2 separate regions of the Dromaius novaehollandiae genome follow, and region 1 is linked to region 2. Evidence: chromatin contacts called from public Hi-C data. All regions are on one chromosome and are shown on one strand. Each heading gives the region's core, a stretch centred on a gene start, on an enhancer-like site or on the middle of the called end of the contact. The rest is flanking DNA. Distances are from core to core; before and after follow the strand shown. Region 1 holds the start of CAPZA2 (capping actin protein of muscle Z-line subunit alpha 2). Region 2 overlaps ST7 (suppression of tumorigenicity 7).

The links. A called contact is a pair of places that touch in the nucleus more often than the background predicts.
Region 1: a Hi-C map of liver shows a contact between it and region 2, with 3 times the contacts expected there. The contact joins the promoter of CAPZA2 here to the enhancer-like site in region 2. A contact is called at or near these places in 2 of 4 Hi-C or Micro-C datasets (brain and liver).

The regions. Positions count from the first base shown.
Region 1 is chr1:24,331,835-24,336,284 of bDroNov1.hap1, reverse strand. It overlaps CAPZA2 (capping actin protein of muscle Z-line subunit alpha 2), which reads left to right and starts at 2,588. Exons shown (of 10, transcript XM_026097350.2): 1 at 2,588-2,742. The coding sequence starts at 2,704. It overlaps LOC112981594 (a long non-coding RNA gene), which reads right to left and starts at 2,560. Exons shown (of 4, transcript XR_003258762.2): 1 at 1,457-2,560.
Region 2 is chr1:24,186,518-24,191,126 of bDroNov1.hap1, reverse strand. It overlaps ST7 (suppression of tumorigenicity 7), which reads left to right. Exons shown (of 15, transcript XM_064507367.1): 3 at 1,664-1,823. Among named protein-coding and RNA genes, the nearest start is that of WNT2, 88 kb to the right of the region's middle. Within about 2 kb of position 1,651, at least 2 of the 2 cell types and tissues checked have open chromatin away from gene starts, as enhancers often do.

The DNA of each region.
Region 1 (4,450 bases), core at 1,339-3,838, 140 kb before region 2:
TTTCCTGAATAAGCCATATTGTCCAATTTGTATACTCATTGTTTTTTACTTTTACAGCTTTTGTTTATATATTGATTTATGGTGTAGTCATAATTCCACACATCCATTTGACTGCAATGACTTCCTGTTCAATATCACTCTCTTTCACTTCCATGCAATGATCATTTTAAAGCACCTAGAACGATAGCCTTGAAAAATTCTATACATTTGGGGAATATTTTGCTATACTGGATGTGCCTACATCAACCATTGTGTATGCATACTCATGCAAGAAAAACACATGATGTCGATGCGCTTTATAGCACAACAAGATCGGTCAGCTGCATGTGACTACATCAAGCATTGTTAATGGATATTCATGCAAGAAAAACACATGATGTGGATGAACTTTATAGCACAAAAGATCTGTCAGCTAGAAGTTGGCTACATTCATACCACTAATCATGATCTACTTAGATGTATCTTGGCATCTCTGAATTTTCAGGTCAATGATCAGCTCTTCTTTGCTCACCTTGAGCAAAGTACACCATGTTTCACATTAAGAAACTAGTATTTTATAAATATCAACAAAGAGTTATCACCAGACATACAACCCTTCCACCATATTTCCTTCAGTCTGAAGTAACAATAACAAAGTTTTTCTTCTTACATATTAGAAATAGACACTTAAGAAGTTCACCGTATTCTCTAGCAAGATTGGGTGGTCTACAGCAGACCATCATTCATTTAATGAATTAGAATTTCAACCTCTAAATAACTAAGATCTTGTTCTTCTGAAATGTATCTGATCACTAAAGGCCACTCCAGTATAATACACTAGTCCTTTTACCCCTTCTGTCCTCAGGAACAAAGTCTGCACTATGAATTTCAACATCCCAAGCACAAGACTCTACCAACTAACTTTGTTACACTAATCATACTATAATCTTTCTCAAGCTCCAAATTGTCTTGTGCATTTTACATTCCTATCATCAATGCGCAGTAAACTGAAAGATGTATCCTTTACAAATAATGTAACGTTTGGGTTCATTTCATAATACTTTGGAGTTGTCATATATTAAAATGTGGTATAAGGATATCTCTGGCATTAGTCTCCCTTTTTCATTTTATTCTCTCAGCTGCCCTTGATAGTTTATCATCCAAGAAATTGGTATCCCTACTAGTAACACGAAGAATATAGGCACCCAGCTCTATTCAGAGTTTATCCCGCTGTTCCATAAAACCCAAATATCCTATCTGGCTAAGACGAGTACTTCCCATATACTTCCTACTTCTGATCAAGGAACAGGAAGGAGTTCTTGAAAAGGTCATCTGGCTGTTCTCCTCCTTCGGTTTCCTTTTTAGGCCTCTAAAATTTTTCAGCTGCTATAGAATGGAGTCTGTTGCTACCTCAGTGTTGCCAGAATGGATCATTACTAAAACAGCTTTTCCTGCTTATCTGTTTTTCCAGCCTGACCTTGTGTTTGCTCCTGGAAGAAAACAAAACTTCCTGCTGTCTACTGGACCCTTGAAGAATAGTTTGACAGCCCTGGTTAGGAGGGGATCACTGAGGAGGACTATCTTCCGAGCAATACTGGAAGCTGAGGAAACATTCCCCAGGAGTAGCAGTATGTATTTGCCTTGCTCGTCCACCATTCCCTGTGCATCCGCTACCAGTCACACTGTTGGAACAAGTTACAGAATTTCATTTGTCTGAAATCCATGGTCTGAGTTAGACAAATGTTATCTTTCCTCTATTACCGCTTTTCTGGAAACTCCATTCTGCTACCTCTTCTTTCAGTCAGTTATTAAAAGCCATATATCAAATATCCCTCTGGGCACCTGCAGGTCCACACAGCCAGAAGGCATTTTTCAAGTTTCTTCTTTCAGTGGTAAGAAATTCCCAGTCTATTTAATGTTGTTCCTACATTCATTTTCTATGTCCACTGCAAGAGCACCAACCACTTTACACAGTCTACGTTATCCTTCTTTGTTGCTGGCATTGAACTGAACTTTCCGAAGTTCCTTCCAACAAACTTCCTGAAATCCCCAAACATTCTCTTGTTTGAAACTTGCCCCATCCAAATTCTCAGCTTCGCTCTCCACGGGCAGCAGGACACACTAACCCATACCGGGCTCGCTGCTGAGCGGATGTCTGAAATCTGGTAATTTGTACTCCTGCCCGCCCACACAGATTTCCAACGGACGCACTGAAATGCGTCACTCCACGACTCGGAGAGGCCGGCAAGCGGCAGCGAGCGCAGGCCGCTCGGCCGGACACGGCAGGGCAGGACAGCGCAGGGCAGGGCAGGGCAGGGCGCTCGCCGCCCCCCGCTGCGCCCACAGAGGCCGGCGCTGCGCAGGCCGCGTCCCAGCCACCCACCACAGCGCCCACCGGCACTTCACGCTGCGAAACTACAGCCCGAGCTGGGCCAACAGATCGCGAGCGCTCCCGGGTGCGGGGATGGCATTAGCCATGGGGTGGCGGGCCGCGCCTACCCCGGCGGCCGCGCCGACCGCAGCCGCCCCGCTGAGGTCGTGAGGCCGCGGCGGCCCCGCCCCCCAACAGCGGCCCCGCCGGCGCGGGCGCTGGATAGGCGCATGCGTAGTGACACCGCCTCCCCAGCGCGCCGGAGCGGGGGGAGCGGGCCCCGCCCTTCCTGCCTGGGAGGGAGGAGACGGGGGCGGCAGCCGGAGCGGCGCTGCTGGGAGCCAGACGGAAAGATGGCGGACCTGGAGGAGCAGCTGTCTGATGAGGAGAAGGTAGGGGCAGGCGGCGGGATGCTGCGCCGCGGCCGAGCCGGGGCGCCCTTTTGTCCCCTCACTGCCCGGGCCATGAGGCCGCGGGGCTAGCTCGGCCCTCGCCGTTGGGGGTCGCCGGCAGCCGCCGCGTTTCGTATTTTTAGCTTCTCCCTGTGCCCGGGCCTGTCAGTCAGGGGGCGGGAGGAGGGTCGGCGGGGGCAGGGCCGCGCCGGGCAGCCCCCGCCGCTCCTTGTACGGTGCGAGCCCGGCGGGCAGGAGCCGGGCCCGGCGGGGGCGGTTCCGGTGTCCGGCGGCGGCCGGCCGAGAGGGCAGCGGAGCGGAGCCGCCGGCCCTGCCGCGCAGCGGGCACGGTGACGGGCGGCGGGGTGCGCGGGGACCGCAGCGATGGGGGGAGAAGCCACGCAGGGACCGTCCCCTCCCGCGCTTCCCGCTCCCGCCGCGCCGGTGCCAGCTGGCTGCCCGGGCGGCAGCGCTGCTCTCCCCGCGGCGGGCTAAGGCCGCGGTGCGGCCGTGCCCTCGCGCACCCGCCGCGGTCTCCGGGAGGAGCTGGGATGCGGGAGGTCCGGGAGAGGAGGAAGGGGGGTGGGGACGGGCAAAGCTTTTTTACTTCCTCTTGAGAGAGGCAGCAATTGGGGAAGCCTGAGGTCGGGGAGCAGGCGGTTTGCACTAACGAGCTGTGTGCAGTCTCCGTGTGGCTATCGGAAACTTCTTAAAGACAGATTTTCCTGAAAATCCTCTCCGAGTGGGGTGTCTGGTAAGACCCCAGTTATCGCTGCTCCGTATCTTCTGTGGGATCCAGGCTCATAGCAGCTGCCTGCTTCAGAGCTAGGGTGTGGTGGCTGTGCAGATGATGGTGCACTGCCCCTGTCTTTATGTAACACACAGTGTCATTCATATCTGATAAAAACATAGGTTTATATGGCTGTGGAAGCTGCTGAGATGATTTAAATGTGGGAGGCATTACCAAAATGGTGTTTGAAACTTCTCTGAAGTTAGAAGAAGAATGTTTGAAATGTCTAACTGGTGGTGATGGCACAGCAGGCTTTCTGCATGTTTGAGGTTAACAGGGCCACGTTTTGGAACAAGAGATGCACTGATGTGCTAAGAGATGCATAGCTCCGGGATCTCACTGTCTCTTCCCAGCAAGAGGCTTTAAAACTATGTCCTGCTCTATGTAATTCACATTCAAATACCACCTCTGTGTTGGTACAAGAAGTTATGTAAGCAAGAAGTATGTGTGGTAGTCTGTTATTTTGTCCTGTAAGAACTTCTACAAAATAACTCTGATGCACTGTGTTGTGGATAGGAGTATGCTTGAAAAAACTTTGTCTAAAAGTTAATTTGTGGTACTATAAGATACAGTGACAGCTTTATTTTGCCTCTGTATAAGCTGAGAAGCACTGCCCATGCTTCTGTGACTGATATAGTTAAGTACTGGACTTTCTTCTATCCATTAATTCCAGTTTCTTTTTTCCCCCAAAATGAGCGCAAACGTTCTAGAGTCTCTTTCTGCCTCAGCCTAAGCGAATGGAATCTGCATTTTTCCACTGTACACTTAAGCTGGCCTCCTTGTAGAGCGGCTGGAGACTGGCAAAGGAGATATTTTGTCTCATATGTATTCTCTAAGTGGGATCTTTCCTACCCTTTGGTCCAGCCTTAGCTTAATGTGTTTTGCTGCCTCATCTTAAAAGAAAGCAGAGGTGCAGTG
Region 2 (4,609 bases), core at 402-2,901:
TTTTCCCTTTATGGAAAGGCTTAAAATAAAAAAGCATCTCTTGTCTACAGACAAATTCATGAGATAGAAGTCAGTTCAATTATATAAAGACCTCAGGAGAGCTTCAAAAAGGAAAAATATGGAGACTGTTTTGGTGATTCAGGTGACCATGGGAGGGAAAGTGTGGAGCTGAATCTGAACCTCTGTGCAGAATTTAGACTCCTAAGAGGCCTTCCATGATTTGGTTCTGTGCCAGCCAAGCAGAACTTAATCTACAGATCTCAGATTGTGTAGATCATGTGAATTTAATTCTTTCAAGTTTCAATAAATCCACTTGGTGATCTTGGACAGCTGTAGTAAGAATAAACAACCTGTTTTGTAGAGATTTCGTAAAAGGTTTCAGCACTGGCATAAAACATGGAAACACTGAGGAAAACAAGAAGAGCAAAGATCATTCATTCAAAATTTCTAGTGTAATCAATACTACAAAGTACTACCATATTCTGCAAAAAAAATTTTTGACTTATATTTACTTCTATTGGTATGTTGATGTTTCGTTGATGATTCAAGAGCAACTGCTAAATCCTTTAGGATATTACAAATATGTGTGCATTTATAATTTTTACAGTCAAAATCTTTTCCCTATTTGTATGAAATACTCTTCATTTTCAGGTTTTGTTTCCTGTAATATGCATATTCTTACTCAAGAATAGAATTTCTCTAGGAAAATGTCATAAATACATATTTAGGTATATAATTACAATTACAAGGGGATCTTTTAGGCTGTAGAATGATTATTCAAGTAGAACTATGTAAGTAATCATTTTTCTGATTTCCTAGCTGAACCAAAAACCTGAAAAAAAAAATAATTTGAATCAACTTGAGTCGGGGGATGGGGGGGAAGAACTCACAGTTCTGTTGTGGAAAAAAAATCTCAATCAGTAGGATTCCATTTCCTGGGTCTTGTTCTGTATTTTTAATATTTTTTTTAATTAAATCTGTTAAAATTTCCTACTGGGAAAGCAAGCAAAGCTGCTTTTCCTCGTGTTTTTCCACTGACTGTAGAGGGAGCTGGGGAAGGGTGAGGCAAGAGCACCCTCTTAACTTTAGCATCTTTGTGCCTAATCTTAGATGGCATGGACGTGGGCTTTTTCCAGAAGTCATTCAGAGGAACGTTCCTAACAATTTTAAAAGCTTTTATGAGAAATCATCTGATATAACATTCCGGGGGGATGGGGGAGGGCTTGCTGATGAAAGATTGAGATTTTCCACCTTTTTAAAAAAAGTTTAAAGCGCAGTGTTTTCATCTGAAGTGACTGGCTGGAATCAGCACGAGTTATGATCAAATTTAAACTCCACTATCGCACGAGTAAGCCGTCTGCCTGCCGTGAGGGCCACGGCTGGGGCGAGCGAGCCTTGGTGCTCCTTGGGCCGGGAGGGAGCTGGCGGGGCCTCGCTGGGCCTTTTCCGTCGCGGCGACCCCCCTCAGTGTGAGGAAAGGGCGGTGCTCGCTCCTGGGGAGGCCCCAGCTGGCTTGTTCGCGCTCCCTCCCCTTTAGAGTTCCCGAGAACCGCTGAGGGACGGGAAAGGTGCGGAGCAGCGAGGGGAGGGCGCCTGGCCGCGAGCCGTTACCGGCTGCGGGACGCGGGGCGCTGACGCGGCGCTGTGTGTGCGTGTATTGCAGATCTTCGAGTGGTGGTACTTCCGCAAGTACGGCACCTCCTTCATCGAGCAGGTCTCGGTGAGCCACTTGCGCCCTCTGCTGGGCGGGGTGGACAACAGCGCGCCCAACGCCGCCAACGCCGCCAACGTGGACGCCGACTCCAGCCGCCAGAGCGTCTCAGGTGAGAGGCCGCCCCCCTTCCCGCCCCCCCTCCCCCCCGAGAAATTCGGGTTTTTCTGTGAGAAGGGGGAAATATCCCAGGTGCCGGCCCCGGGCACAGCCGGACATTCGCCTCATCTTCGGGGGAAGTGTAACCGCCCCATCCTCAGGGTGCCCAAAGGCTCGCCCACATGGGAGCTTCTCTGCTTTCAGTCCTGCTAGCCGTTTCAGGGGAGACGCCATCTCAACCTCCGCAGCTTGTCTTGAAAAGCTAAAACGGTCGGTGGTCAAACACATGCATGATGGCTTTCTTTCTAATAAAGCTGGAAGCCCCCCCCCCCCCCAAGAAAAATACAGTGAAGACTGGCAATACGTACTGATTTCTTTAAAAAACTGGATGAAAAGTATATGGGAAATGGTGTGGAAACCATAGCTGTGCAATTTATGTTGTATAAAGCTAAGCTTTGCTTTTTAAAGTTCAGATGTCTTGAGTCACTTAGTATGGAGGAAAGTGAAAGCTGTTATTTGTCTAATAAGGAAAATAAGCCGGACTGTTGCTGCTTAAGGCCATGGACTTGCAGTAAATTGAAATCAGCAAGACTGTTCATGAACTGCAAAATTAGGTGCATGCCTGCATTTTAACAGGATCAAGGTTTAAGAGTATGAGGCCTGAGAGCTAGATTGTGGCTAAACCTGAGTAGTCACATACAGGAATTGTGGAAAGTTAAGAGATTGCCTGTAATCCAGAAACACCCACAAGTTTACCCCACCCACAGATACCATGCTCTGCCTTCCAAGCCTTTCATGCAAATAGCAGATATTCATGCATTGAGTAGACATTTGTGGACATCTCGGTCCAGTGAAAGTCAGTGGCCAAATGCTCTGAGTGCTATTCTTTGCCACTACCTGTCAAATTGGTGGCTGCTACAGGTTAGCTAGGCTTCCCTGGAGTTTTGTGGCTTGTCAAAATGAGTGTCCAACCCCTGCCATAGGCAGATGGTATAAGTATCATTTCATCCTGAGCCATGAGACCATATGAGGCTTTCTTTAAATTTGTTTTGCTGTCAGATAAAAGACAGAACTGCTTCATTAATTGCTCAGGATAATTATATCTTTCCAAACTCATGCAATGTTTATTGCTCCGGCTCTGTTATCATAAGGCAAATGCACGTTTCCTCTCCTTGTTCTGAAACTTCAGCTAAATCGCATGTGCTTTCTCTAATACCATTTCCAAAGGCAGGCAGTATTTTTACTTTCATTCTTTTACAGAGTCTTGCAGCATAGTTAAAACACTGTCAAGAAAATAATCAGGAAAAGATGTCAAGAATGCCCATCTGCTTTTGCGTTGCTTGATTCTTAGGGTAATGGAAATAGTGTGTAAACAACATTTGGATTTCACTTTAGTAGGTGGAAGCACAGTGGTTTTCAATAGCTTACGGGGTTGTTCCATTTTGCACTCAGCTAGTGATTTGATTTGTGACTTTGGGCAAGGCGTAATGCAGTCAGGTTTAAAAAATGAGTCCTCCATTTTAGGGTGCCTGATTTCAGGCATCTGAGGCTTGATTTTGTGAGGTTCCAACATTCACAGCTCCTGTGAATTTCAGTGCAAGGTATGGGTGCTGCAAAAAAAAGTTGATGGTGTCTGTTTCTGAATAAATCACGTTTTAGAAAGTTGACTTTGACGCTCTGAGGCCTCTTTTATATTGCATATAGTTTTTCTGAGTAAACATAAGACTGAGGAAGTGTTTTGAGAGCCTTACCTGAGCAGTATATATGTATGAGTTGTGATTTTTTTATTATGCATTTATATATTACTATAATGAATACCTGCTCATTTGCTCTGATGATAAAGATGATACTACATCACTTACGTGATAGAGGCAGCGAAGTGTCAGTTTTGCACTGAGACAGCTTGTGTGCCGTTACAGCTCTGCCACTGATGTTCCATCTCTGGAAGTTACTTAGCTGATGTTTCAGATTTGGAGATTTTCGTTGCCAGGGGATTCCTCTGAGAGGTAGGCAGCAAGAAGCAGGTCAGCCTGCATAAGATGAGTCAGCCTCTTGAGCACTGAACAGTAACTTTGTTGACTGAATAGGGATCCCAGGGGAACTTATGTCCTTGCTGGGGTGACTGAGCGCTACCTGAGTGGAATGGATTGAAGACTTGAGCCATGATTGATAAGGATGCTGAGCTACTGTTGCTTCTGGCTTAAGCTGTAGGTATTCACTGTTTGAGAAAGTCAGGGCAGGACTCTCTCTGTCTTCCTGATCTGTAAAATGGGGTTTAATGGTTTCAGCCTTAGATTTATGTCTAGGTCGTAATCTTAGTTTTGGAAATTAGTTTAGCTTTCTTTTAGGGATGTTCCCTTAGGATTTCATTAAATGGTTAGCTTTCATTATAACATTAGGATTTCATTAAATTTATGTCCTCTATAGGCATTTAAAACACAACAGAATTAAGAAATGAGGAAAAGTGTAGGAAACAGAACAAATCCAGTCAAGGAGAAAGCATTACTGTGATACCTATGTCTGTAATTTCTGTCCTGTCAAATTTTACTTCTGCTTTTCTGTGCTTATGAAAGTATACAAGTAAAAATTAGTTTTAAACTCACAAGTTAAATGATGTAGGTTGCTTCAAAAAATGTTTTTCTGTGCTGGGTATTTATACTTCAGGAAGCCTCCACAAAGCACAGCAAATTCAGCAGTTGCCATTCCCATCTGAGGAGAGGAAAGGCCATGAATAGCAGCATTGCATGGTCCAGGGGATTATATTTGGGTGGACTGGCAGAAAGCATGGGATGGCTTGGG